Regions from separate parts of the Arachis hypogaea genome. Here region 2 is linked to region 1. The links are chromatin contacts, called in public Hi-C maps. All regions are on one chromosome and are shown on one strand. Each heading gives the region's core, a stretch centred on a gene start, on an enhancer-like site or on the middle of the called end of the contact. The rest is flanking DNA. Distances are from core to core; before and after follow the strand shown.

Region 1 (3,572 bases), core at 406-2,905:
AAACTTTGGGGATTGATCTGTGTATTAATTTTTTTTAAGGACTAAAATGTCCGCTTTTAAAATTCTTGGGAACTGATTTGGGTAATTACTCGATGATTAAATTAGTGCTTATTCGGTGCCATTATATCGATAGAAAAGATTTTTTTTTTTAATTTTTGGTATATTTAACAAATTTTTAGTAATAAAAGTAAAAATACTAAAAAAATGAAAAAAATATTTTCTGAGAAGGTACAATTTATATCTTTTTTAAAATATTTAAAAAAAGATATTTTTTGTATAATAAATAAATAAATAAATACATTTATATTGTTATACCCAAATATAATTGATAGATAAAAAGATCTTTTTACATGAGATATTCAAACATAGAATTACTTTTACTTTTTTAAAAGATCTTTTAAAAAAGATAACTCAAAAAATATCTTCTTTTAAAAGTTCACCCAAATATGATCTTAGAATAGCATCAGGAAGTGGGAACGGGTGTATATTAGAGGTTGGACTCAAAGTGAGTCAAGCTAGCTCATGAGCCAGCTCGTGTTTGACTCGTTAATAGTTCGATAACCTGAATTCATGAGCTAGTGAGCCAAGCTTGAGTTTGGAATTGAGCTCATAAATTAAATGAGTCGAACTTAAGTTTGGATAAACTCAACTCATTAGCTCGTAAGCCGACTCAATTATATATATATTTAAAATAGTAATATATAATTTTACATATATTAATTTATTGATATAGAATTATAGAATGATTCTTGTTATTTGAGTCATCTCGTGAGTTTGAGCCAGATCATGAGCCTTCGATGAGTCGAGCTTAAACTTAAAAAATAGACTCGATTATTAATGAATTAAACCGTGAGTCAAGCTCAATTTTCATGAGTTGAACTTTAGTTTCTCGACTTATTTCCGATCCTAATTGTAGGGGAGTGATGTTTGGGCTGAGTGTTTTGGCCCACCTGAATCGGTCCACAACAAAAAAAAGGTGCAAGTAAACAGCAGGAAAATAGAGCAAGGGGACCGTTAGCCACAATCTTGAATAAGAATGTCCTCTTATGCCAGCAGGAGGAGAGATCCAATCAACTGCAGTATAATATAGCCCAAAAAGCCTTCTAATTTATTAACCTCTTTTACTTAAACTACTTGTTCAAACGCTATTAAATCTGATAAAAAAAAACCAACGCAAGTTGGCACAGATGGATGAGGGTCTGTGTCCCTTAACCATCTCTCCCGGGTTCGATACTCACTGGAGGATGGGAATGGAGTTTGCTTGCTTGGGAGGGTCGCCCACTTTGTGTGCCTCTGCAGTACCCGAGGGATTAGTCATTGGGCTTCCGACCTGATGGATACCCTGGTACACACCAAAAAAAATCTGATAAAAAAAAATTTGATAAAAAAAAAATTTATTTTTTATTTTTTAGTGGTTTAAAAAAATTTTTATAGTAAAAATAAAAATATTAGAAAAATAAAAAAATTTTCTTTAAGAATTTATAATTTATATTTTTTATAAAAATTTTTTTTTAAAATATTTTTTACATAATAAATAAAAAATATTTTTATTTTATTTTAATCAAACATAATTAATAAATAAATAAATTTTTTTAGATAATATATCTAAATATAAAATTATTTTTATCTTATTTTTTTAAAAAATATCGTTAAAAAAAAAATTTCCGAGAAAGGCGCGCAAACAACCTACTCGACCTTCAGTGCATAAACATTTGTGCCGTGACTGCCGTCGGACCTAGCGTTTCACTGCACTTTCCAGCAACTAGTCCTATTGCATCATCCTCCATGGACGACTTCGACATGGATGCACCATCCTTCTTCGGGGAAGGTTCAAACGATGATTTCTGCTATTCCATCCTCTCTCGCTTCTCCGGTTCCACCAAGGAAAGCCACTTGCATCTCTGCGCCGTAATCGGGGCTATGTCTCAGGAGCTCAAGGAACAAAAACTCGCGTCCTTCCCTGTCGCTTACTTTGGCGCTGCATGCTCCTCCCTGGACCGCATGTCAGTGGAACCCAACCCTCCCAGCCACGTCATCGGCGCCCTCCTCACTGTTATATCCCTCCTCATCCCGAGAGTGCCCGCTGCGGTGCTGAAGAAGCAGAGGGAGTTCTTGTCGGAGCTGGTGGTGCGAGTTCTACGGTCGTTGAGGGAATCAGAGAGTGTCATGGTTTCAGGATTGAAGTGCCTTTCGCATTTGTTGATTAGAAGGGACAGTGTGAATTGGTCCGATGTGTCTCCGTTGTTCACTGTGCTGTTGGGGTTCCTTACTGATTCACGACCTAAGGTATATTACCTTCTCTGTGACTTCAAAAACCGAATTTTCAGTTTGTGAAAATCAATGGATATGGGAGTGATGATACCACGATAAAGGTTTCACATTGATGAGGATATTGTTGGCGATGTCCCCAAGTTCTTACAACTTTTATGCTTAGTTGATCCTATTCTAATAAGAATTGTACATTACCTATGGTTGGGTCTTGCATATAGCTTTTGTTCTTCTTTTAGATTTCTTCTTCTGTTCTTGATTATTAAGGATACTGAATGTTTGCTAAACTGTGGTGCATAGTTGAATCTTGTGTATGCTAACTAAATCTTTTATCAGGTTAGAAGGAAATCTCATTTGTATCTTCGTGACGTCTTGCTAAACTTACAAAAATCTTCCCTCTTAGCCTCCGCAAGTGAGGGAGTCAAAAATCTCCTGGAAAGTTTTTCTCTGCTGGCTCATAGAGCAGATGCTAATGCTAGTGAAGGAACTGTGGGAGCCCAGCAGGTTCTGTATATTCTTGATGCTTTGAAAGAGAATCTTCCCTTTGTGTCGCTGGAAGACAAGACCAGCATTCTCGAGAACTACAAAATTCTCTTGAATTTGCATGAACCTCTAGTCACAAGGCGAATAACAGATGGCTTGAGTTTTCTTTGTCTTTACCCAACATCAGAAGTTTCGCCCGACCCATTACTTGAGTTGTTGTGCTTGTTGGCTCATTCTATCTCATCAAATGAGACTTCCGGAGAGGGAATGACATTTACTGCTCGCTTGCTCGCTACTGGAATGAATAAAGTTTATTTGCTCAAAAGACGAATATGTGTGGTTAAGCTCCCTCTTGTCTTTAATGCTCTCAAAGGTAAGATATCATATCCACTTTTCCTTTTTGAATGATTTAATTATGTTGCACTTCTTAATGCTCTCTGTCACATGTTCATGGTTTGTGCACGCATGTGTGTTCATATGTGCTTACCTGTTTCGAAAGGTACTTCCTCAAGTATTGTTTTTTTCCTTTGAATATGCAGATATTTTGGCATCTGATCATGAAGAGGCAATATATGCAGCCACTGATGCCTTTAAGAGCATGATTAACTCTTGTATTGATGCACGTTTGATTAAGGAGGGAGTGGATCAGATCTCTTTTAGTGATGACAGAGGATCGTGGAAGTCAGGACCAACCATTATTGAAAAAATCTGTGCAATTGTTGAGAGCTTACTTGATTATCGCTATAGTGCTGTCTGGGACAGAGTATTACAAGTTGTTTCAGCTATGTTTAATAAATTAGGTACTTTGTTTGCTGTGAGAT
Region 2 (3,572 bases), core at 721-3,220, 180 kb before region 1:
TTTGTTTGGTTAGGGAGAATGGCTTTGATTTGGTTTAGTGTGGACCGGAATATGATTTTAAAAAATCTCTTATATGTTTAGATGTTATTTTGTACTTATTTTGTTTTGTTAAGTTCTGCGTTTGTAATTGAATAACTCAACTAAAGATTAAAAGAAATTATAGACATTTTTGACAAAAAATACTACCCACAATTTTTTTCACAAAACGTCCAATGAATTTGCTTTTAACAACATAGCTTACATTCCTAAAAATAAGAAGATTCTTATTTTACTTACAATTTTTACTTCCTAATGTCAGTTTCTATTTTATTCTTAGGTTTTTTTTTCCATCCCAAAAAGTACTATTCCTTGTACTCTTATATTGTGAAATTTGAAATTTTTTTTTATATTTTGAATTCCAAGTTCTATTTTTAATGAAATAAAATATATTTCGCTTTTAAAAAATATTACAAAAAACATGGAACACAAAATTCATTATCAACGTAATGGTTCAATATTCTAACCATATAATATATTTGATTTAACCTCATTAATGCAATTGCACGAGTGCTACTGATTTTGTCTCATATAAAAAGTAAAGTAAGAGACAACATATAATATAATGATATAAAGGTTGCCTTCACCAGTCAATATATTATACAATTTTTCAAACTCTACTAAAAAAAATATATCATATTATATAAAAAAATAACATATAAATAAAGGTTTTAGATAAGTGATAGATATTTAATAAAAAGTTTTGTATAAATCTCACAGAAATCGTTACTGTTTTTTTTTAGAAACTGCTATTACCTATAGCGATTTCTGTATTATATTCCTCCTTTAGAAACTATTGTCTATAGCAGTTTCTGTTTATACGCGGCTATCAATAGCGGTTTATATATATTCCTAATTCGTTGTTGACAGTAACGATTTTGATAGAGTAGTAAAAGTTACAATTGCGTCTTCAATTTTATAAAGTCGTATTTTGATTAAAAAAAAAGGTCTCCAAAAATTTTATTTGAGTAAATTATCCTAAAATAATGTTATATTATATTATATTAGATAAATGAACTGAAATTGAATATTCAAAATGTTCTAATATTCTTTGACTGGATTTTTTTTTTAAGTGTAGAAATTTTTGGACTTACTTTACGTTGAAGATATAAAAGTATTTAGGATACGTGGAATATGCTAAAGTGTAGAATTTAATTTGTTGGGACATTTAAGTTTCGTTAGGATATGACAAGATTCTAAGCTCATTATGTTTTTTGTTTGATATATCTGGTAAGGATTTCAATACATCACAGTTTTGTAGTGTGCACAAAAATCAATTTGGGTTGATTTAGTAGTTAACTCATTAATTAGTTCAAATAAATGTTGGAGTTCGAATTCGGTTTTAATGTGAAAAATTTTGTCCCTTTTTATACGTATTTGTTTCTAAAAAAATATATTATATCTCCCCACAATATCTTTTATATTCTTTTCTTCATTACTTACAATTTTGGAAAATTTAAGCTTGTGATTTTCCAAACTATGTGAATCATTGGAAGAAAAAAAAAAAGGCAAAGAAAATGAAAATATTAATCTTAGCTTATAAATGTTTAAATGGAATAACTTATATTTTTTTGTTAACAAAGAATTTAAGGTTAATACTGTTTACCCTACTATAATAATGTAACAAAAATTTTAGCCGTCGGGACTTATTTAAAATTATTGTAGTGAATTAAGATACGGCTATGAGTTTAGACTCTATCTGTATTAATGAAATAGAATATCTTAAATCGGATGATAACATAAATAATAAATTAGTATAGTTCTGTTTTACATTCTCAATCAATTAAAATTTACTTTTTCAGTGGAAGATGATGAATACATGTTTTATTGTATTATATACATGTACATATCCTCAATTTGCCGCCCATAATTTGTCCCTATTATTTGCCTTTGTCCTTTATAACTAACAAATGTCCACACACACACATATACATATAACAAACACAAGTAGTGTTTAATTCATTATCATAGAAATGGAGAACAATAATAATAGCAGAAAGGTGCATTGTCTAATTCTATCTTTACCAGCTCAAGGTCATATCAACCCCATGATTCAATTCTCCAAACTCTTGGAACACCAAGGAATCAAAGTCACCTTTGTTTCAACCGTTTATTACTGCAAGAACTTGCATCAAGTGCCTCCAACAATTTCACTTGAGACCATTTCTGATGGCTTTGACCACACTGGCCCTTCAGGTTCTGTATATACTATATACCATCGTTCAATTAAATTTATGTATTTAAAAAATAATTATTTTTACTTCAATAATATTACATAGATATTTGTGCAAAAATTTTAGACTAAAGTTCATAAAAAAATTCTATTTTGTAGATTGTATAAAAACAGTGTGTAAACAACTAGATTTATCAAATTTATGGGACAACATACTCAAAATCTGCATTTTTTTGTTCGTGTTTAATATTAAAAATACTATATGTATATAAAAAATTAATCATGTATTATAAGTAAATATATATATTTTATATATATAACTGAATTATTAACATTTTTAGTGTATAGGTCGATTAATTTATTCAATATTCGTATTTATACTTTTACAATACATACAGGTGCTAAGAACTACGGGGTTTATATGGATCACTTTTGGAGAGTTGGGCCAGAGAATCTAGCAAATCTTGTGGAGAATCTTGGTCGGAAAGGGTATCCAGTTGATTGCATAGTGTATGACGCATTCTTCCCATGGGCACTAGAAACTGCCAAGAGATTTGGGATTGTTGGTGCTGCTTTTCTCACTCAAAACATGGCGGTTAACACAACATACTATCATTTCCATTTGGGGAAGATTCAAGTTCCATTCACGGAGGAAGAGTTTTCTTTCCCAGGGTTGCCGAAACTTGATGTTGCTGACATGCCTTCTTTCTTCTTCACTTATCAGGAAAAGCCGTTTTTGCTTGATTTGTTGGTGGATCAGTTCTCCAACATTCACAAAGCTGATTGGATTCTTTGCAATACATTCTACGACCTTGGTAAAGAGGTAATTAACAGAAGATACTCATAGGTTTAGTATGTAATAATAAACTAACAAATTACTTTCAGGTAAATGATTGGACAAGGAAATTGTGGCCAAAATATAGGACTATAGGACCAAACATACCATCAATGTTCTTAAACAAGCAATATGAAAACGACCAAGATTATGGTGCTGCAGCATTCGAGAGCGAAGATTGCATGGAATGGCTAGACAACAAACCAAAAGGTTCTGTTGTTTATGTATCATTTGGGAGTTTGGTTATGGTTGGAGAGGATCAAATAGAAGAAGTAGCCTATGCTTTAAGGGAAAGTAATGCCTACTTCTTATGGGTGGTAAGGGCCTCTGAGCAAATTAAGCTTCCCAAAGACTTTGAAAATAAATCTGACAAGGGCTTAGTTGTAACTTGGTGCCCCCAACTAAAAGTCTTAGCTCATGAAGCTATTGCTTGTTTTGTGACACATTGTGGTTGGAACTCTACATTGGAAGCTTTGTGTTTAGGTGTTCCAATTGTTGCAATGCCACAATGGTCAGATCAAAACACAA

What was found. Hi-C and Micro-C count contacts between places; a contact is called where the count stands out from the background.
Region 2: a contact with region 1 is called in a Hi-C map of leaf, with 2.6 times the contacts expected there. The contact joins the promoter of LOC112783668 here to the promoter of LOC112784366 in region 1. A contact is called at or near these places in 4 of 8 Hi-C or Micro-C datasets (leaf and an unstated tissue).

The regions. Positions count from the first base shown.
Region 1 is chr20:134,515,793-134,519,364 of arahy.Tifrunner.gnm2.J5K5, reverse strand. It overlaps LOC112784366, which reads left to right and starts at 1,655. Exons shown (of 18, transcript XM_025827545.3): 1 at 1,655-2,286; 2 at 2,605-3,124; 3 at 3,291-3,551. The coding sequence starts at 1,786.
Region 2 is chr20:134,701,099-134,704,670 of arahy.Tifrunner.gnm2.J5K5, reverse strand. LOC112783668 (mogroside I-E synthase) reads left to right here and starts at 1,970. Exons shown (of 3, transcript XM_025826706.3): 1 at 1,970-2,232; 2 at 2,608-3,032; 3 at 3,095-3,572. The coding sequence starts at 2,010.